Linked DNA regions of Mus musculus: all the other regions are linked to region 7. The links are chromatin contacts, called in public HiChIP or PLAC-seq and promoter capture Hi-C maps. All regions are on one chromosome and are shown on one strand. The core of a region is the stretch at or near the end of the contact, and the rest is flanking DNA. Distances in the headings are between cores, read along the strand shown.

The links. Promoter capture Hi-C pulls out the DNA fragments that hold promoters and counts their contacts. HiChIP or PLAC-seq counts read pairs in DNA pulled down with a chosen protein or histone mark.
Region 1: a contact with region 7 is called in a promoter capture Hi-C map of liver, with 2.3 times the contacts expected there. The contact joins the enhancer-like site here to the promoter of 4930524J08Rik in region 7. A contact is called at or near these places in 5 of 39 promoter capture datasets (the 3T3-L1 cell line, 3T3-L1-derived adipocytes, cranial neural crest and 1 more), 1 of 115 datasets of contacts at active chromatin or transcription factors (bone marrow-derived macrophages) and 2 of 9 other capture datasets (adipose tissue and liver).
Region 2: a contact with region 7 is called in a promoter capture Hi-C map of pre-B cells, with 2.5 times the contacts expected there. The contact joins the enhancer-like site here to the promoter of 4930524J08Rik in region 7. A contact is called at or near these places in 2 of 39 promoter capture datasets (liver and pre-B cells), 1 of 484 Hi-C or Micro-C datasets (pre-B cells) and 1 of 9 other capture datasets (liver).
Region 3: a promoter capture Hi-C map of fetal liver shows a contact between it and region 7, with 2.7 times the contacts expected there. The contact joins the promoter of Mrps18c here to the promoter of 4930524J08Rik in region 7. A contact is called at or near these places in 4 of 39 promoter capture datasets (cranial neural crest, fetal liver, hippocampal neurons and 1 more), 1 of 484 Hi-C or Micro-C datasets (the G1E-ER4 cell line) and 1 of 115 datasets of contacts at active chromatin or transcription factors (pancreatic cancer cells).
Region 4: a promoter capture Hi-C map of hippocampal neurons shows a contact between it and region 7, with 2.6 times the contacts expected there. The contact joins the promoter of Prkg2 here to the promoter of 4930524J08Rik in region 7. A contact is called at or near these places in 2 of 39 promoter capture datasets (the 3T3-L1 cell line and hippocampal neurons) and 2 of 115 datasets of contacts at active chromatin or transcription factors (astrocytes and embryonic forebrain).
Region 5: an H3K4me3 HiChIP or PLAC-seq map of bone marrow-derived macrophages shows a contact between it and region 7, with 10 times the contacts expected there. The contact joins the enhancer-like site here to the promoter of 4930524J08Rik in region 7. A contact is called at or near these places in 13 of 39 promoter capture datasets (the 3T3-L1 cell line, 3T3-L1-derived adipocytes, the HPC-7 cell line and 9 more), 4 of 484 Hi-C or Micro-C datasets (cortical neurons, embryonic fibroblasts, epidermal suprabasal cells and 1 more), 19 of 115 datasets of contacts at active chromatin or transcription factors (astrocytes, bone marrow-derived macrophages, cardiomyocytes and 15 more) and 3 of 9 other capture datasets (adipose tissue, liver and pancreatic islet).
Region 6: a contact with region 7 is called in a promoter capture Hi-C map of pre-B cells, with 4 times the contacts expected there. The contact joins the promoter of Gpat3 here to the promoter of 4930524J08Rik in region 7. A contact is called at or near these places in 3 of 39 promoter capture datasets (liver, neutrophils and pre-B cells) and 4 of 115 datasets of contacts at active chromatin or transcription factors (the 230-238 cell line, bone marrow-derived macrophages, large pre-B cells and 1 more).

What each region holds. Positions count from the first base shown.
Region 1 is chr5:99,378,947-99,381,646 of GRCm38.p6, reverse strand. The region is part of intron 2 of A930011G23Rik (RIKEN cDNA A930011G23 gene); the gene reads left to right. All of the region lies in intron 1 of Gm35314 (a long non-coding RNA gene), which reads right to left. Among named protein-coding and RNA genes, the nearest start is that of Gm35314, 13 kb to the right of the region's middle. Within about 2 kb of position 1,281, at least 64 of the 459 cell types and tissues checked have an H3K27ac peak or open chromatin away from gene starts, as enhancers often do. A contact at or near this core is called in adipose tissue, bone marrow-derived macrophages and liver, where this site is marked.
Region 2 is chr5:100,908,581-100,911,280 of GRCm38.p6, reverse strand. It overlaps Gm36793 (predicted gene, 36793), which reads left to right. Exons shown (of 3, transcript NR_168093.1): 3 at 890-1,281. Among named protein-coding and RNA genes, the nearest start is that of Gm36740, 3.3 kb to the left of the region's middle. Within about 2 kb of position 1,355, at least 20 of the 459 cell types and tissues checked have an H3K27ac peak or open chromatin away from gene starts, as enhancers often do. A contact at or near this core is called in pre-B cells, where this site is marked.
Region 3 is chr5:100,797,482-100,800,221 of GRCm38.p6, reverse strand. It overlaps Mrps18c (mitochondrial ribosomal protein S18C), which reads right to left and starts at 1,463. Exons shown (of 6, transcript NM_026826.1): 1 at 1,362-1,463; 2 at 609-670. The coding sequence starts at 1,452. It overlaps Helq (helicase, POLQ-like), which reads left to right and starts at 1,622. Exons shown (of 18, transcript NM_001081107.1): 1 at 1,622-1,928. The coding sequence starts at 1,749.
Region 4 is chr5:99,035,664-99,038,363 of GRCm38.p6, reverse strand. It overlaps Prkg2 (protein kinase, cGMP-dependent, type II), which reads left to right and starts at 1,285. Exons shown (of 19, transcript NM_008926.4): 1 at 1,285-1,441.
Region 5 is chr5:99,201,764-99,204,561 of GRCm38.p6, reverse strand. No RefSeq gene overlaps it. Among named protein-coding and RNA genes, the nearest start is that of Rasgef1b, 50 kb to the left of the region's middle. Within about 2 kb of position 1,326, at least 28 of the 459 cell types and tissues checked have an H3K27ac peak or open chromatin away from gene starts, as enhancers often do. A contact at or near this core is called in bone marrow-derived macrophages, epidermal suprabasal cells and microglia, where this site is marked.
Region 6 is chr5:100,844,811-100,847,592 of GRCm38.p6, reverse strand. Gpat3 (glycerol-3-phosphate acyltransferase 3) reads right to left here and starts at 1,364. Exons shown (of 13, transcript NM_172715.3): 1 at 1,232-1,364; 2 at 645-938. The coding sequence starts at 785. Gm46917 (a long non-coding RNA gene) reads right to left here and starts at 34. Exons shown (of 2, transcript XR_001784903.1): 1 at 1-34. It also overlaps a transcript of Abraxas1 not described here.
Region 7 is chr5:99,977,677-99,980,478 of GRCm38.p6, reverse strand. It overlaps 4930524J08Rik, which reads right to left and starts at 1,544. Exons shown (of 2, transcript XM_030254981.1): 1 at 1,527-1,544; 2 at 813-1,442. The coding sequence starts at 1,544. The coding sequence ends at 927. Hnrnpd (heterogeneous nuclear ribonucleoprotein D) reads left to right here and starts at 1,541. Exons shown (of 9, transcript NM_001077265.2): 1 at 1,541-2,087. The coding sequence starts at 1,855.

The sequences.
Region 1 (2,700 bases), core at 32-2,531, 600 kb after region 7:
ATGATGTATGTATGTCATAATAGATATGCACATACCTCTCGTATATTAGAGACAGCTCTGTAAATCGATCAAGCCCTTGTGAAAAGTTATAAGCTAATAATAAATAGCAAGAGCTGTAAACATGTTTATGTCTTTGGTCCAAGAGTTCTACTTTGGGGAATATAGCTTAAAGAAATTATTCAAAACACAGATAGAAAAGAGCAGTTTTAATTACAGGGAAGGAAACGATATATATATATATATATATATATATATATATATATATATATATATATACCTGAAGATATCAAAGCACAGGCTACACTATTTTTTTGAACTTTTATTTATTCTTTGTGAATTTCCCATCATGCACCCCAATCCTACTCATCTCTTCAACCCTCCATATCTTTCCTCCCCCCTTGCAACCTCCCCCCACCAAACAAAATAAAACAAAACAAAACAAAACAAAACAATCTCTCCATGGAAGCCAGGGTGTGTCTCACAGTATACCCTTTTGCCCAGTGCTTTGCTTGCAAATGTTCCCCTCAGTGAGTCATTGGTCTGGTTTGAGGCCTCTGCCACACTATCAATACTGGATCCTCACAGGAACTCCTCTTGGATATCCTGTTGTTGCCCTTCGTCCTCCAGATCCTGCGTCTTTGGTTCTGGAGGAGCAGCCGTTCATAGGGTATCATATAGTTACTACGTGTTAACAATCCAGGCGCAAAAAACAAAACAAAACAAAACAAAACAAAACAAAAACGCTGGGAACGCGCAGCACGGGATGGGACGTAGGTACAAGGATCTACCCCACTGTAGTGCGCTCTCTTACACACGTGTGCATTTGGATCAAGGCTGGCAGGAAGCTCACACACGGGAGCGAGCCCTGTTGCTGACATCTCTTTCAGCAAGGCCTATTTTAATGTTCTATGTGATGGCAGCTTTGTGGTAGGTGCAGGCATTGAGGACATCCACAAAGCATGGTAGAAGGCCAAGGGCACTTCAAAATTCACTGTAAAATGGACATTTATATGTAGCTTTTTGTTTCAGAGAAACGAGGACCAAGGGAGATACAGGGAAAAAAAAAATGCATAGACTGGACAGGTTTGACAGGGTCGGGCCTGGGAAACCTAAAAGTCAGGATGTTCTCTACGTTGACTCCCCTCCCCTGTCTGCTCGGAAGCCCGTGATAATAATAACCAAATAGGGAGGAGGCGATGTTGCAGGGAGCACACAGTTCACTCGAGTTCAGCCAGACTCTACTCGCGTGGAGCAAACAGGAGGGCGTCTAGTCAAGCCCCAGTGAGTCAACACGCAGCGTCCCTCCACCCTCCCCTCCTCCTTCCCCAAGGACACCTCACTGTATCTGTGTGCTTGACCTTTCCAAGGAAGTGACAGCAGCTGGCTTGGCAGGGAGGGAGGGAGGGAGGGGCAGATCGAGCAGCAGTTATCTTTCATATCTGGATGCAGGTGCTGGCTCCCTGCTCTTCCTCCAGAGTGTTGGAAATGTCACAGGTACCAGAGAGCTGTGTGCTCCGTGGCTCTGGCGCGATGTGAGGGGCAACTACACTAAGATGCTCTCCTGGCAGTTCCTTATGAGCACTGACACTCTACCTGCTTGCTCCTGATTTAAAAAACCAAAAGTATCAGGGTGAAGTTACAGGAACGGTAACCCTTGAATGAATCTGCTTCTATGGCAAAGTAAGCTTGTAAGGTTTCCACCCAGCCTGGAGGTGTTGAGAAGAGGATGAGGGGAGGGGGCGGGGGGGGGGGGAAGCCAATGGCCTTAAATAGCCATGTCTTAAACAAAGTTTTAAAACAAGGTTCTGGTTTCAGAGGGAAGTTTAAGATCCAGTGACAACTCTTAAGCAAATGTGAGCACATCCCCTGTTCACCCAGCTGGGAAACCCCAGATGATCCCTGTCCTCCTTCAAAACCCAGGGTCATTTCTTGGTACAAAGAGCCACTCGTATATTTCCGACTCCAGGACAAACGTGAAAGTTCACAACCCCAGCTGAAGCCCTTTCACGCTTTGCTCTCCTGGAGAAGCCCTCTCAGAAAGTTCGAGCCAGTAGGTGCCGCAAAACCCCCTTGGGGACTGCTGACCTTCACAGCTCCTTGGGAGCACTGAGTTTATCCTGGGAAGAGAAGAGGTGATAATTGCTTTCACTTTGGAGGGGTCTGGAGGACAGTCAGTTCCGCCTGGGCAGGTGGGGGCGGAGCTGGAGCATAAACATCTCTCCGTTCCTCTCTTTATTCCGTCCGTCTTAAGCATTCCCATTCCCATATTCAGCAATCAGTGAGTTGGAGGGGGTCCGGGCAACAACTGTTAAGAGCAGCTATCTAAGCACTTGACCACTGAAGAGACAAGGAAACTCTGAGAAAAGCCTGAAATGAGAGAGGTAATGAGAGAGAGAAGAGGAGGCCTTTGAGTTGTTGCTCCATGTCCGTCACTAGTATACACGTTGCCTGTGAACTCATGGAAGCCAGAGTCATATTTTCCCACCCAACAATCAATTCATAGGTAAGAAATCTGTGTTTCCAGAATGCTCTGTTGTCTTAGTCTCAAGCATACCCAGTGCAAAGGTAGCAAGGGAATGTTTGGCCTGCAGCAAACCAGGCTGCTCAAGCCCCTAAGAAAGCCAGTTCCTACGTTGCTATAGCAACCGAAGGAGCCTCAGACAGAAGGGCAGAGTTCTTCAGATTCATCTACTGCTTCCA
Region 2 (2,700 bases), core at 106-2,605, 930 kb before region 7:
CTGGCTGTTGCCAGGTAACTGTTGGGCAGGGCATAGAAGGAACACTAACACCTTCATGCATACCTAAGGCTCTGCCCCTATTCGAGCACAGCACCTAGGCTACAGCCAACCAACCCATCACAAGAAGGAGCCAGGGCTCAAAACCCTCACTCACCCATTTGGAGCCTGGTCTCATCCTCTAGTTCATGGGCTGGAAACAGCTAAGCAAGAGGAGAGAGAGAACACAAGATTGCCAGCAGACAACCTGAGTTTGCCAACGCTGGGATAGTCGGAGCACTCGAATAGGAAAATATTTCTGTCTTGCGCAGAAAACATTTTTCCCCAAATGACCAAAGAATGCATGCATATGTGAATGAGCATCTGTAGGGTTCTTGCTCAGAAAGATAGCATTATAGGGCAGGTGACTGATCCAAAACTTACATTGATCTGTTACCACAAGACACGCTCCCTAAAGTTCACCCATAAACTGCAGAACAAAATCTTCTGTACCAGAAAGTATTGCAACATGTAAGAAAACTAACTCATCTTTGGCTCACTCCATAGGAGAGAACTTGTGCCTGGTATGATAAACACAGTCAAAACTCCATGACAGTTTAGGTCCTAGGGGAGAAACTACAGTAGCAAAATGCTGCTGCCTCCTCCTCCTCCTCCACTTCCTCCTCCTCCTCCTCCTCTTCCTCCTCCTCCTCCTCCTCCTTCTCCTTTCATATATGAGTACACTGTAGCTGTCTTCAGACACACCAGAAGAGGGCATCAGATCCCATTACAGATGGTTGTGACCACCATGTGGTTGCTGGGAATTGAGCTCAGGACTTTGGAAAGACTGCTCTTAAAGCCAACTCGCCAGCCCAGCCAACTGGCTTCTAAATATCTGTGTACACTCTCACAGACAAAGGCTGCCGGGCCATAATCAGAGAAGCCTTGCTTTACGATGAACAGAGGTGAAAGCAGAGACACAGGGCTGCACAGGATCCCGAGAGTGAGTGACTGACAGCTGATGGATCAGCCCTGGACAAGAGATTTCCACCAACCTCTTATGGCCCAGAGACTGTATTCTCTTAGTAGAATGGAAAGTTTGGCTTAAGGACTTGACTTACTCATAGTCCGTGAAACTGAATTTCCTTTTAGTGATGTAATGAACTATTTGACAAGATCACGTCAAAAAATGGCATCAGTTCTGGGAACCAAGCGCTTCTTGCTCTAAAACACATCTAAGAATAATCCACAGAGATACTTGAAATAAGTCTATTCTTTAAAAAAAAAAATCTAATTTGGACATCACTTCAGTGAGCGTTGTGCCTTTCTTAGTCGAGTGACTTTTGCTGCCGAGAGACACATGACTGCAGCTCAGGACGACCTCCGCAAGTGTTTAAAATAGCAAGCCGGAACGAACAGAGCAGAGGAACCTGAGCCAGGCATGCGCTGAAGGAGTCACTATAAATAGGAGAGAGAGAATGGAGGGAAAAGGTTGAAGGCACGGCCAAAATGCTTCTATTTAATCCAGACCAGCTCCCAGGGCACAGTGAGGAAACGGGCTCTTTCCTTCATCACTTTAAAATACTCATCTTATGTATTAGCATGGCTGCGTGTGAATGGACGCATGCGCACAGAGGCTGGACTCTAGAAATGAATTCTGGCTTGTTACGGGATGCTAGGATCAAGCTCCCATCCTCAGGACTGAGAAGCAAGCAGTTTTACCCACTGACCCATCTCTCCAGACCCTTGTTTCTTACATCATCTTTATTTAAGGCCACCATAGCTCATTCCTCCTCGATTCTGGGTGGTTCTATAAAGTTGAATTCCCTCCTGAAACATGCACCGCTAGCATCCCCACCTTCTTATGCTCCCCTGGAAGGAGAAAAATGTCACCGCAGAACCTCTGTTTCCTGGAACAAAAAGTCGCTGTGAGTTTCTGTTCAAGTGAGTTATCCCTTTTAGGTTCAGATGTGAGAAGCGATGTGTCCCATAGCAGGCTAAGCACTCCGAGCTCAGACAGACGTGTGTTTGGTGCTGAATGTAGAAATTTCCCTCTGGCTGCAAGGCTGTGAGGCAGCAGTGGGAAATATTCAGGGCCTCAGAATTTTTATTGCTGTCTGTCATCTCTCATAGAAAGGGGGTGGGGAGGTAGACTTTGGAAAGTCTTGCTCCAGGCCCTATGGGTTTTCAGAGACTCTCCTTGGCTCTCTGCCCTGCACTGAGCAGAGACGGTGCACTGAACAGCTGCCAGAGAAGCGGGGCGCACCACAGCAGCCCTCGCTGTCCCGCCATTACCCACGCGTTATTCTCAGCATCAGAGAGGAAACTTCCAGAAGCATCCAGGTACAATTGCCTGTCTAGAGTCTGGTTTGATTCAGTTAATATTTAATCTAGTGCGAGGGTTAAAGTTATGCTTTAAGTTTTAATTACCGTGATTAAGAGATCCATAAAACGAAAATGCCTCTAACCTGTAAACTCCACTTGCCCAAGGACAGTTAACTTTCTGGAATGCCAGGGGGCATTTTTATCTACCATGTTGTTCATGGTAGATAACAAGCCAGGTGTTTTCACTTTTGTAAACAACGGTGGTTGCCCCAACTGCACAGGATTCCCTTTATCACAGATAGGCGGGTGGTACAAAGCAGGAAGTACGTTAGGATGCATGCTGGCCCCTGATAGGACGAAGGTGGGAAGTACGCAAACTTGAGGGTTTTGCCTTTATAA
Region 3 (2,740 bases), core at 214-2,713, 820 kb before region 7:
CTCCAGCTAAATTCTCGTGTGCTGTGATTAGGCTCCCACATCCCTGTTCACACTTGAAACCCATAAAAATACACCTATAGTTAAGAAGCAACTAGTTGAATGTCTTACTGTAAAACTTGAATTTGGATCTTTTATCAAGGTAGCCTGTCAGGTTTCTATTACCTACAATTATCCTACCCACCGAAGCTATATTTAGATATTCTCAAATCATGTATCCTTATATTTAATATCTATGAAGAAGAATACATTACAGACTGAATCTAGGAATTCTCTACAAAACACAAGTGACTATAGTCAATAAAAGATAACCATTATTTTGTCCTATAATTGAATTCCAAATATTAAAAATTAGGCTGAATTTGGAAATGAATTAGTAATATGGGGGGAGGGGGACCTGGGGCTGGATAGGTGTCAGTGGTTAAAAGTACTCCCTAATGTTACTAAGTACAGGGTTTGAATCCCAGCACCCACACCCAGTGGCTCACGACCACCTCGTTCCAGCTCCAGGAGAATCCAATGCCCTCTTCTGGCTTCCACAACTCCCCTCCCCCACATACATACAAATAATAAAATAATGTCTTCTTTAAAAAAAGAAAACGAAATCTTACCAGGTCCTCATTGCTGGTTACCTGTTCAAACTGTGAAAAACATCGTCTCCAAATCACAGAAACTAAAGAGAAAATGGCGACAACACAATTGTTTTCATTCGCTGCATATCTAACCAAGATTTACGTTTTTAAAGATGCTAGATAATCAAAGGGCACAATATCAAACATTCTTTTCAATGATTAGTTAGCAACCTGTTAGATTTGGGACATAATAGGACTCAAAATGAGCGGTTCCAAAGGCTTTGGATAAAGGACATATATACTTCCTCTCCTATAAATTCTTTCTCATTTCTACAGTTACGGATTGAAATTCAAATATGTACAGAAACAACAGAATGGTACTGTCATTCCAAAGGAGAAATAAAAAGATTCAAGACATTGACAAAGAAGCATAAAACAAACAAACAAAAAAAGAGTTGACTACACCTTGGAGACAGGAGCCTAGATAGCATAACTGTTTCCTGAGAGGCTTCGTCCAAGCAGCGGATGGAAACAGATGCAAGAGAACCACAGCCAACAAGTGTCCAGAAAGTCTTATTGAGGAGTCGGGGCGATAGGTTTTTGTAAAGTGAATAAGTAACGGGGTAAAGTGGTTGACTACACCTCAAAGTCCTCTTCAGCTCTAGGAAACTAGTCTACGATGACTCGAGCCTCCCACTTATCTCAAACCTAGTTCTATTGAAATAGTCATTTTGCTAACGGCGAGGACCCCACCGACAATCAGCGGCTATAATGCTATGCCGGACGTTTTACCTGCTTGAGTTCCGCGATCCGTGAAGCAGCCAGCCGCGGTTGTCAAATTCTTCCTCCCTATACCACTGCACAGAGCAACCAGAGCGGCCATGGTTCTCCGCCCTTCCTCTTCCTTTCTATTTCCCTAAGCGCCCCGACAGGTCCTTTCTGGTGCTCTTCCCCTGTCTGCCCGGGATTCGACGCAAAGGTTCCGGCGCGAACGCGGCCCGGGTTTCAATGCACTGCACCTTTATCTTCCCGCGCTTCCCGGGCCGGAAGTCACGTGACCCGGGGCTGCGCTGCTGAGGGATGGAAAGCTGATGCTGGGTCACCTGCTGTCTCCAGAACGGCGCCACCGGCTCCGGGCTGCACCCAGGGCGGCTGTCGCAGGGACTCTGGGCCGTTGTCATGGAGGACGGCTGTCCCCGCATCCGCCGGCGGGTGTCTGTCCGCAAAAGGAACCGCGGCAACCTGGAGAACCTCCGTGCCTCCCCGACCCCGGCCGAGCTCCAGCCTGCCGAGGACACGGAGGACGAAGCTGCAGCCGGGAGCCGCCGCCGGAAAACCGGGAGCCCGGAGCACGCCCAGGTACAGCCCTGCTGAGTCCCCGCATCCCCGTTGACTCGCCCGGTCCTGTCATCCCAGGGGCTGCGGTGGCAACCGCGTGTCCCGCCCCGGGCACGGCTGCGCGGGAGGTGAAACCGCCTTCTTCCCAGGTGCACATCATGAGTAGCCTTAGCTCGCTCTCTCACCTTTGTTATCCTTTTATCTCCATCACTTGGGAGACACTGCTTAAACCCCCGACTTCTAGGTAGATGTCAAACCTACATGCTCCTTCCATCCCCTGTCATAAAAAGTATTCACGGGGCAATTAACTGGCTTGACAGAGAGAAAGCTAGCCTTCCAAATGGCTCGGCTCTACTTTACTGATAAAACATTTTTATTGATGACCCATTAATTGCTAGTTACGTTATTAAACTAGCCATATTATGTAGACTTTTACAACGGTAAGTGAGTCCAGGGAAGTTGAGAGACTAAAGTTGTGACTCAATAAATAATTATCACCTCCCAGTTTACATCTCTGTTCTGTAAGCCACCATACATGAGTGTGCACATGACTGTCTCAATTCCAAGTTCAGAACAGAATTTCATTGTAGTGTCTAGTGGAACATTGTAGTGTCTAATGGCACAATCATGATTTTGTAGCAGACCAGCTTCTACGTTAGTGCCTGGGCCGGAATTACCACAGTTATCAGAAGCATCTATTGAATCTTGGAGAGAGTTACTGTTCTTTCATTCTTAAGTGCTTTAGCATAGGTTTAAGAATTAAAATGCCAAAGACTGGGCGGTTAGGTTCAGCAGCGGAGCCTGGGGCAGGCCCTGGGCTCACATGGCAGCAC
Region 4 (2,700 bases), core at 36-2,535, 940 kb after region 7:
TCTCACCATCTCTGGTTAGCCAACGTGAAATGTACGGATTTGAGAAAAAGTACCTGGCCTTAATTTTGTCCAGTTAATAGAAAAACAAACAACCGCTCTTCGTCCTCTGAGGCTTAATGAACCCATTCAACAAGTGTACACAGGCCTCATTCTATGTGGGGTTATGTATGTAATAGTGCATGCTGGAGTTGCAGGAAACCCCGTGGCCTACCGGATGTTTGATACCCCTAGGGAGTCGCGGTCTCACGTTCTCTGGATACAAACTGAAGAATAGACCCTCACTGTACCTCTCACTGTGCAGAGAAACTGCCCTTGTCCTTGTGAATCTGCCACAGACATTCCTCTGGGAGGATGAAGAAACAGGAACTCACTACGGGAGAGCACACTACCAGAGCATAGCATACTGCGGTGGGCGAGTATATCCATTTATATTTAGAAAAACCATAACGCACACCTCGGAATACTGTGTCTAAAAGGCCACAGGAGAGTATTAAATTACCTGCTTGAATAACCAAGAGAGGCTCATGCTAAAGTCTCACAGAATCAGGAGGTATTAATTCCTGTCCCTTGAAACTCGGTTTAGCCACTGTCCCCAGCATGCATCACATTCAGTGAACTGACTAGATGCGAGTTAAGGTTCCAGAGTCCTAGAAGAGCACGCGGGCCAAGCAGCCCTTGGGTCACGTGTCATGTAGAAGGGCACCTCTGTGACACCAGAGAGCATGGCCAGGGTGTGTGCGCCTGTCCCTTTGCGCTCTGGAAGGGAAGGCAGAATGGAGAGAGACCCAGCAAGGGAGAGCAAGAGCCCACAGTGAAGCAGGCTGGAGGCACAAGGGTGGGGAGGGAAGGCGATGATGAATACCCCCCTCAACTTTCCTCTCCCTCGGCCCACACACTTGAAATAAAAATAATAACACAACCAACCACCCGCTTGCATCCACGATGTTATCGCCCTACTTAAGTTGCCTCACGCCGGAGGTTCGGGGTATAAAGTGCAGACTGTCGCCGTCGCCGCAGGCCGGCTCCGGAGTACAGGTTCGCGCCGGCGCGGGTGACCCCACCTTCAAGGAAGCGGGCTCCGGGCTCTCCCACGCCACGCCGGGCTGACCCCCGCCCTCCTCCGTCCCTCCTCTCCGCTGAGCTCCCTCCTCCCTCCGGCGCGCCTCCTTCTCGCGGCGGCCCCCGCAGAGCAGCCAGGCGGCAGCACCCACGTCGCCGCAGCTCCCTCCCGCAGCGCGCCCGCCGCGTCCCGGCTCCCACGCAGCGCGAGCGGCGGCGCCCGCCAGCAGCCCGGACCCGGCACAGTGCGCACGGCGCGGCGGGGCAGAGCTGAGCTGAGCCCGGCCGGGGCCGCAGAGGGGCGGCGTGGCGGAGGACGCCAAGACGCTGCGGCCGCGCGGAGGGGACGAGCTGCGCACCTGGAAAGTTACCCGGCGGCCTGGTGAGGCTGGGGGGCTCGGGCACCCGTGGGGCTCGCGACCAGGGACGGGAGTGGGGACACGCGGGTGCCACTGGGCGTGCGTTGCGCGGTGGGCACTTCTCCCACACCCAGCCCGTCTCTCTTGCTGCTTGCATGCGGACATGTGGACGCGTTTCCTTCTCTCCTTGTGGCGAGGGTGGCTCCATACAGCAGTTGGGTTTAGAGCGCAGTGTGGCTGCAGCGTCCTTTGGGCTCTTCTGGGGCTGGGGGCTCAGGGGCGCTGTCACGGTGTGCCGTCCTGGCTTAGTTCTCCAATGTCTGAATAGCTGATTGGGCACACAAGACTCCTGCAAGGACTTTTACAAGTGCTTGTAAACTTGTTTGGGTGTCTTCTTGTCACTCAGCACCCCGAGGCGCTTGCACAGTTCTGCACATCTTCGTGAAGAAGCAAAGAGAGCAAAGAAACGCTAAGCAAAGAGCCACTTTGGAAATGAGAGAGAGAGAAAAAAAGAAATAGGTTTCAAGTGTAAGTAGGAGAGCTGAGCACGTAGGCAGAGCAGGGAGGCCAGAGCTGAGAACAGAACCAGCTCAGCGGCCCATGAGAAAGGATGACCCTAGCTTTTAGCATGCTTGTTTCCAAAGTTCAATAGGAAAGGGGCTTTTATTTTCCTTAAAGAGAATGCAACATCCACCTGCTCCCTGCCACACCCCCATACGCACAAGCGCCTTAGAAACCGTTTCTCATCTTTGCAAGTTTCTATTTAGCTCACAAAGAAGGCGATCATCCCACAGAGTAGACAACAGCTGCTACTCAGGCTCCTGTTGCGTTTTGCACACCGGGCTAGTGAGGTGATGAAGTGAAGAATTCCCTCTGAAAAACTAGACTGGACTCTCCTTCGCAACAGGCCGTAACTAAGAATAAACAAATTGCAAAGGTGGTACCTGTGAACCCAGCTTTTAACAGTCCTTGACTCTGGGCCTCTGTCTTCACAGGATGCAAGTGAGAATTCTCATCACAGGGAAAGAAGGCACATGCTGCCTGCCTGTTGGCCGAGCCCTGTAGTCTCCTGTTGTCTGATTTCTCCCTGTTTCCCAATTATCCCCTTTTCCTATGTTTTCATTTTCTCCAGTTTCCTCGGCTCGCTTTCTTGGGCTTATCAGTACTCTTATTTCTACTATTGTAAAAATTCTCTGCATACCTCTTTAATACCATCCAAACTCTGGCTTCAGCTCTTTCCATGGGACTTTTAAATGAGGACTTTTTTCTTCAGTCTACTGAA
Region 5 (2,798 bases), core at 77-2,576, 780 kb after region 7:
GGAAGAGGGGGAAGGACCAAGAACATGAATAGATAGAATGAACTCATATGGAAGATATCACTGCACGTTGGGTGGCAGGCACTGGACTTTCAGATTAAAACCGCAGAAGGTTGGAGATGTCCACTTTCTGCCGAGTCTTACCTGCTTCTCCTTTATGCTGTGCTGGCCTGATTTCCCTCGGAGCTGCTTCATTACCATTTACTCTCATCTCCTGATCTAGCCAGATAATCAAGCACAGAGATACAAATCAACTCAGTCCCCATCTTCCTGCACCCCCTCCCCATCTCTTCTCCAACTGATGCATAGCTGCACCTAGCACCACTGCTTGCCAAGGCCTTAGAGTGCAAAGTCTTCTGGCCCAAGGCTGAGGTCCCTTCCTGCGATTCTCTTCCTCTCTCTTTCGGTCTTGTTCCTCTTTGCTCTACAAAAGTTTATGGCTTCTGTAGTGGATTTTTCTGTAATGGAGAAAGAAAATCGCTAAATGTATTCAATCCATTTTAGAGGTATGCTTTCAAAATGCCATGGGTCTGAATTGCAGTACTCATGTACTTTAAAAAAGAGTTTAGACATTGTGTGCAAATGGGGTGTGCAGTAATGGAGTTTCTTTGGTTCTGGTTCTGGCTTTAGAACTGTTGTGAAAAGTATTAGCTCTCCCCTGAGTCCACACAACATGCCCCCATCATTCCTTGATAACTTTGATCTTTTACCTGAGACAACAAGTTGTCTGTGAAGATCTCTGGGGTCTGAAGAAGAAGGAAGTGTTGGAAGGAGATCAGAGAGTGGGGCACACACAGCTGAGGGGGTGGGAGGGACCCAGATGTGGAAACATGAAAGCGGTACTTGCTAGGCAATGACTAATGATATGATAACTGTCTGTAAACACAGAGTGTGTAGGTTGGGAGTGCCAACAAGTATTGCCTCACTCAGCACCAGATACAATCTGAGAAGTAGCAAGGCAGACAGAGACACAGACAGCATCCTGAAATACAGGGGTGGCAGGGATGGGGTGGGGCAGACACTGAAGAGATTTTACAAAGCCTACTTCCTCTCTACGAACAACATCCACCAATCTGTCCACCCACTCACTTATTCCCCACCCCCTTTTATCCCCAATAAACCTCAAGCTACTTACACCCCAGAAAGCCTCTTTTTCTTGCTTTTCTTCATCTAAATGCTTTTCCTGAATCCTCTCCATTGTTTCTCTCCAGCAATGCTGACCTAAGAACTGGTTGCCAAAGCAATAGCATGCTATGGTGTAAGAGCGGACGCTGACTCGAGTCTGGTGCGGGAGGGTGGAGTGAAGGATCCACAACAGCCTTGATGTTGTTCTCAAAGCTACCGTTGATCCTGGAGGCATACCTAATTCAAGAGAGTGGAGACGGTTCTGTACCACTACTGTAAGCAACACCAAACTTGTGACTCTCCTCGTGTCTTCTCTCTGTCTCCAGTGTGACAGAGTCACCCATCTTGTGATCGTCAGCATGTATCTCCAAGTACACTCACTACAGATACTGATAGCACTCCCTCTTCTCCGGAACCCAAAAAGGATCAGATAGGGCTGAGCTGGGAGCTCAGAAGAAGCCTGAAGTAGAGTTCAAGAAGGCTCGGTCAACTGTAGAGCCATGGGGGCTGAAGGCAGGAAAATCACCATATTGATTAGACTGATAATGGAGAAAGAGTGAGTGGCTTCCATGGTGCCAAGAGGTGACTGGACACCCTTCATCCAGTCCCAGAACCCAAAGCATCTTCAAAAAAATAGATTCAGAACTATCGATCCTCTGCCGTCAAAGGGACTTCACCGCCCTCATGTGGTGAACACAGCACCGGCACTGGAGTATCAGATGGGCCTTGTTTTAAGAAGTAGGAAGCGGGAAGCCATTGTATTAGAAGGCAACTGCTCAAGCTAAAGAGCTTCATTTAATTGGAGGGCCACCAGGGTTTGGAACTATTTGGGGCTCTTTCTGCTTTTATGAATTCTCAACTAGTCCTCTACTGATTTCCACTTCTTTCTCTTATAGGCAACGAGAGGGACATCTTTGGTGAAATGCTGCCATCTTGTGGGAATTGTGAGAAGAACCATGGTTTTTACCTGGCAGGTATTGTCGGCTTTTTGAGAAGCCAGGACCTTTGAAGTCAGAATTCATCCTTAGGAAAAACCATGACCGCAGTCCAATTTACCTTTGACATTAATATCTTCCTTTTGTAGAGGAAAGGAATTTGCTCCTTTAGAGTTGTAGCCTGGCCATTTCTGTGTGAATGTATACATTCCTCAGACCAGCAACACATAGGCACACACATGCACACGCGGGCGCGCGCACACACACACACACACACACACACTTCTTGCCAAAGCTTCTTGTACTTCCCCATCCCTTCAAGACGGAAAGGGGTGTCCAGCACACTTGAATTCACACCAAGTGTCTATAAGTGCTGGTCACTTCAACAATGGCGACTCACAGTCTTCCTCTGCTCTCTAGCAGACTACTCAGGTTTTCTCCAGCTTTTCCCATCATTCCATCCTGTTATCCCAACCCACGACTCCAGTAGGCATCCCTAGCAACTCGCCAGTCAAGCCTACAGAGAAGCAAGCAGACCAGAGAAACAGGTGGGTGAGCTTCAGATCTTTTTCTCCTCTCCTCCACATCCATCCTCTAATCTCGTTCCAGGTCCATAAGAGACTAGCTGTTGTGGCCTCTCCTCACTCTCTGCCCCCATTCCCAGAGGAATAAACAGATCCTAGCAGACAACACTGCTTTTTTTCCCTACTGCGGACCATCTCATATCCTGCCTCCTAGTCC
Region 6 (2,782 bases), core at 115-2,614, 870 kb before region 7:
GGCACTCGGGAGGCTCGGGAGGCAGAGAGGCAGGCAGATTTCTGAGTTCGAGACCAGCCTGGTCTACAGAGTGAGTTCCAGGACAACCAGGGCTACACAGAGAAACCCTGTCCAGAAAAACCAAAAAAAAAAAAAAAAAAAAAAAAAAAAAAAAAAAAAATCAGATTCTTCTCTGCCACCCAGCCATTTGGTGTCTTATATTGGGCACCAAGTGGAACAGGATGCCTCTGTAGTCACAAAAGGACCTCTGAAACCTGGGGCTGTAAAAACTCAAGAGTGAAGTGACAGCCCGAGAGGCATAGTGGGTAATAAACCTGCTGATACAGCAAACGGCTGTCCTGGGGTTAATCTAGTAAGAAAAAAAAAAAAAAAAAAAAAAAAATAGTAGTGAAGAAGAAATACAGATAGAGGGATTCTTGTGAGGTGGGCTACTGTTCTTGACTGGTATCAGGCTGTCTTTCTCACTACAGCAGACCAGAAACTGAAATATTCTCTCGGGTCCCCGTTCCATCTCCACCCCGACCTCCCACCACTGACTGACCCCCTTGCCCAAATTGCTTTCACAGTTCAAAGCTCAACCCCTGCCACTCCAAGATCCGAAGTCCTCAGAGCAGCGGGAGCTCCACATCCTTTCCTGCACTCACCTCCAAGGTTTTCACCAGGATCTTCATGTAGATCTCCGAGATACCCAGGGATAATCCGAAGGCCGAGGGTAAAAGGATGAGGCCGCCCACCAGCGTCAGCCAGGTGGACAGGAGCTTCACCGCCAGGTCTGCGCCCTCCATGTCTCAGCACGCCCTCAGGAAGAGGTCCCCAGGAAAGCCGAGAGCGGTAGGTGTCAGAGTCCCAGGCAGTCCAGCCGCAGTTCGGAAAACACAGCGTCCAGCCCGGAGCCGGGCTCTGAGGAGTCTTTGCCGCCCGCCTCGTTCCCTTCAGCTCTGCGGAGCGAAGAGGAAAGGGAAGGCGAGAACTCTCAGAACTACTGCGATCTCCTTGCTTCCTCCCCTTGGGTCCCGGTTGGCCCCGCAAGCTCACTCTCTACTGGAGGCCCAGGCCAAGCTGTAGCCACGGCAGCCGGCTCAGACCTGAGTGTCTCTGGCGAGAAGACCCAGCTGGGTGACCTACGGGACACCCTAGTGCAGTCAGAGTGCATGGAGGCAGCCAGGAACGCGCCCCACCCCGGGCCTGATTTCCTCCGGGTAACGATTGCGACAACCCCGCGGTGACTCACCGAGGCCCTCCGGCAGCGAGGATCCCCGCAGGTTCCCTGCACCTCGGCGTGGGCTGCGGGCTATGCGGGTAGCCAGTGGCTTTCGGGCGCCGGGCTCCCTTTTTCTACACTCTACCCTTGCCCCACCCCCATCGCCACCCAACAGGGAGCTCCGGGGCATGACCGCGTCTCCCGGGCGCTGCTGCCTAGAGAGCCGCCGCCCTCCGCCCCGCCCCCCCGCACTCCCAGCAAAGGTTCTTTCGGTAGCAGACTTTCCATCTTCACCCACAGAACGGACCGCTGACGTCCCCGATCGCTGCGGAAGATCTTGTTTGTGAGCCTGCAACACGACCTCCTGGGAAGGGCTTTCGGGAGGAGGAAACTACTGAACAAGGGTGAGGCAGTCGCGCACCGTGGCTCGTGGCTCTCTCTTACCTCCTTCCTAGCTGCAGTCAGGGAAAGAAAGCTCGCCCGCTTTCTCTCTCTCCACAAGTCGCCTTAGCCACTCTGCCACCACCTCTCTAGCCACAAAATAGACCCAGAAATTCCAAGCGGTTGTGTCGCAGAAGACTGGAATTCCAGCACTTACGCTCGGGAATCTGCGACTGGAGAATTCCGAGGAGATGGGTCTGGGCTGTTTTGAGTTCCAACAGTCAGCTTAAGACTAAATAGGTAGATCCTTTATAGACCTTGCTTTAAAAGGGCAGGCGGACCGGTGAGCGGGCGAGGGGGAGGGGAGGACAGGACACCCTAGAGGCTGTTTGTCACTCCCCTCCCTGGAGGAGATTCCAGTCTAAGCTTCCCTAGCATCCGCCTACACCGACTGCAGAAAACGCTGCGCAAATACTAACCTTCACCTAACTGGCTAAGAGTTTCTCAGGGGTCCACGTCCCACGCCGCTGTGATGAACGGCCTTACTAGAACGAAGAAGGGAAAATCCTGCACGCGTATTCCACTGCAGGACAACCAGTTTTAACAATAAGCGTGAGAAAAGATATTGAGAGCAGCAGTTTGCAAAGCGACTGACTAGGATCCAAACCATCACCGAGTCGGCCCTCAATTCTTAGAAGGACCAAACTCTTACTGTTGACAGTCGGGAGTCAGTTTGGGAGCTGGAAAAAGTGAGAGAGCTAGCAAAATGAACTGAAAGTATTTACAGCAAATATTGCAGAGAAAGCTGCCCTCACCTCCAGAAGGGGTGGAGGAAGAAGGAAGCCGGCCTTAAAGACTGTACAAGTTTGTTCTCTGAGCCTCCTGCCAGGTAGGTGTAAGACACTTTTCCCACTAAGAAGGGGGAAGGGGAGGACAATGAAGTTATGAAGGAAACGGAGCTTACTCTCAAAACAGCTTCTGGGGTCATTGAGGTGGCTCATCAACAAAGTTGCCTGATGCCAGTCAGCTAGGATGACCCGTCAATCTTTGGACACCACCACTACCCCCCCCCCCCCCCCCCGTATAAGGGGAGAACCAATTTATCTCCTGCCCACCTGTGCTCGGTGGCATGCCTCCCCACACACACAAAATAAATAAAACGTAACAAAAATTATTTTTTGAAAAGCATCTACCAGGCAT
Region 7 (2,802 bases), core at 295-2,794:
TTCAAACATAGGAGCCTTTGGGACCAATCTCTAAACCACTACAACCAGTTTTTCTAAAAGGCTCATCATTTAAATCCATAGGATAAATAAAAACCTCGGGTTCATCCAAGTTGTTGCCAACCTGCAATATTTGACTTGAGTCATCTTATTTGGTCAGTATTTTTGGATGGTAAAGAAAAACGTGGAATCACTTCTTTTTCGCCAATCATCTTGGTGGTTGCCTGTCTGTGATTTGCTCAATGTTGAAGACATTTCCACTATTTGATGCATATTCTTTCATTTTATGGATTCTGTAACAAACTGTAGTGATAAATCTTGTTTTAATCGTTGGGATTTTCAGATTATGTACAGTTACTGTAAATTGACTTAAAGTACACCATGGGAAGCATTTATTTAAAATTTTTTTATGTGTTTTGCTAAGGGGTAATGCCAGGTTGGCCTCAACAGTCCTTCCTCCCTTCTCTGGGATCACAGTTCTGGGATTACAGCGTGTACCTAATTAGCTGGGCTGAAGTCCTGTCCCTGTATGCTGTCTTTTGTAAACTTCTCCAAACCCTGTTTGGAAACTGGATACTTACTAAGCAGTCGAGTGGTTGACGACAAAAAAAACCAAACCAAACCAAACCAAACCAAACCAGAAATTCCATTTTCTTCTAAGTCTTGCAGGAAGCTTCAAAGTCTAACTCCTGAGTAGGAATTCCAATAGGTTTCTTAGCGATTAATTTTAAAATCGTGAATCACACGCCTAACGGCGTTTCATTTTTTTCTTTTTATAAAATCGCCACCTCAACACCACAAACCCAGAAACCTCGTAAAGATGATTCATGACATTTATATATCCTGTTTAATACAAGGACTGTAACTCGTAAAAAAAAAGGAGCCCTGGAGTCGACCTTAATACATACACTTCCCAATCCATAGTGACTTCAAAGAATCGTGGCCGGCGTTAGGCTCTTGTAATAACGGAGGCAAAGCTTAAGACTAGGGAAGCAACTCTGAGAAGAGGCAGCCTCGACCATCAAAGCCGCCTTTGGACAGCGCCGCGGCGGAGCCTCAATGTCACCCGGCGCAGGGACGGCGGAGCACTGCACAGGCGCGGCCCGCTGCCCCACGCAGGTCCCGGGGCCCACAGCCGTGGCTCCCTGAGGGCAGCCTCCACGAAGTCTCCGCTGGGGATGGACGAACCACACCCCTCCAGGTCGGCCGCGCCTGCCAACCAAAGCCGAGGAGCGGCCGGTGACTCCAGGAATCCGCGGAAGGGCGGGGCCAAGGGACGGGGGCGGGGGAGGCCTCTCTAGCCGCGCCCTCGAACCAGCGCTCCTTGTTCTCGATGGTACCCGCGCGCCCCTCTTGCGCACGCCACTTCCGGTCCTCTTTAAAGGCCCGCGCCGCGCGACCGCGGGGCGTGAGAGCCAGTCGGAAAGGGACGGGGAGGGCGGGGCCTGCGCGGGGGGCGGGGCCTAGCGGTGGACGGGGGCGGGGGAGGCGCAAAGGGCGCGCTCCGGAGCCACGTGACCGGGACGCGCCGTTCTTCCGTCGGCCATTTTAGGTGGTCCGCGGCGGCGCCATTAAAGCGAGGAGGAGGCGAGAGTGGCCGCCGCTGCTACTTCATTCTTTTTTTTTTCAGTGCAGCCGGGGAGAGCGAGAGAGCGCGCTGCGCGAGAGTGGGAGGCGAGGGGGGCAGGCCGGGGAGAGGCGCAGGAGCCCTTGCAGCCACGCGCGCGCCTTGTCTAGGGTGCCTCGCGAGGTAGAGCGGGCATCGCGCGGCGGCGGCGGGGATTACTTTGCTGCTAGTTTCGGTTCGCGGCGGCGGCGGCGTCGGCGGGTGTCGTCTTCGGCGGCGGCAGTAGCACTATGTCGGAGGAGCAGTTCGGAGGGGACGGGGCGGCGGCGGCGGCAACGGCGGCGGTAGGCGGCTCGGCGGGCGAGCAGGAGGGAGCCATGGTGGCGGCGGCGGCGCAGGGGCCGGCGGCGGCGGCGGGAAGCGGGAGCGGCGGCGGCGGCTCTGCGGCCGGAGGCACCGAAGGAGGCAGCGCCGAGGCAGAGGGAGCCAAGATCGACGCCAGTAAGAACGAGGAGGATGAAGGGTGAGTAAGGGGCGGCCCCGGGCAGCCGCTCGCCAGGCCCCCTCCCCCTCCCCGCCATTAGGCCTCGCTCCCGCGACCGCCCGCCCGCCCGCAGGCCCCAGTGCAGTCGCCCCCTCGGCCGCCCCTCTTGTACCTCGGGCTCCCCCCCGGGCCTGCATCTCCTTCCCTGCCTGCTCGCCCCCTCCCCCATCACACACGTTTCCACCTTTAGCCGTCACCATGCTACTCCGCGGCCCGCCCTCTTTCCTCCCTCGCCGCGGGTCTCCTCCCACCGATGTGGCCGCCAGGATTTTTTCCCGCCTGTCGGAGCTTACCCTCCCACCCCACCCCCACGTCTCCCGGATTTCTAACCTCTTAGGCTTAAAAATGCAAACGCACAGAAAAGCTTTTTACCAGGGTTGCCAAGGTTGGTCGGGCGCTTCGCCCTCGCCCCCGAGACGGTGCGATTATTGACACGCTCTTGCTTTGGGAAAGCTGTAGGCTGTCCACCTCTCTTTTCTCCCGCGTCGGCCGCAGGCCATTGCTTTTAAATAGTTTTCGTCTTAGGATTCGTTCGTTCTGTCCACTTTACGCTGTCACCACGACACGCTCCTACAGGCCCTGCGTTTGTGCTGTAGACAGACCGGGCCTGCCAAAGTCCCTGGTCTGCTGGCGCGTTGGTGTGGCTCCGCGGGCTCCATTTAAGTCCTTCCTGGTCGATGGGGCCTGTACTTGA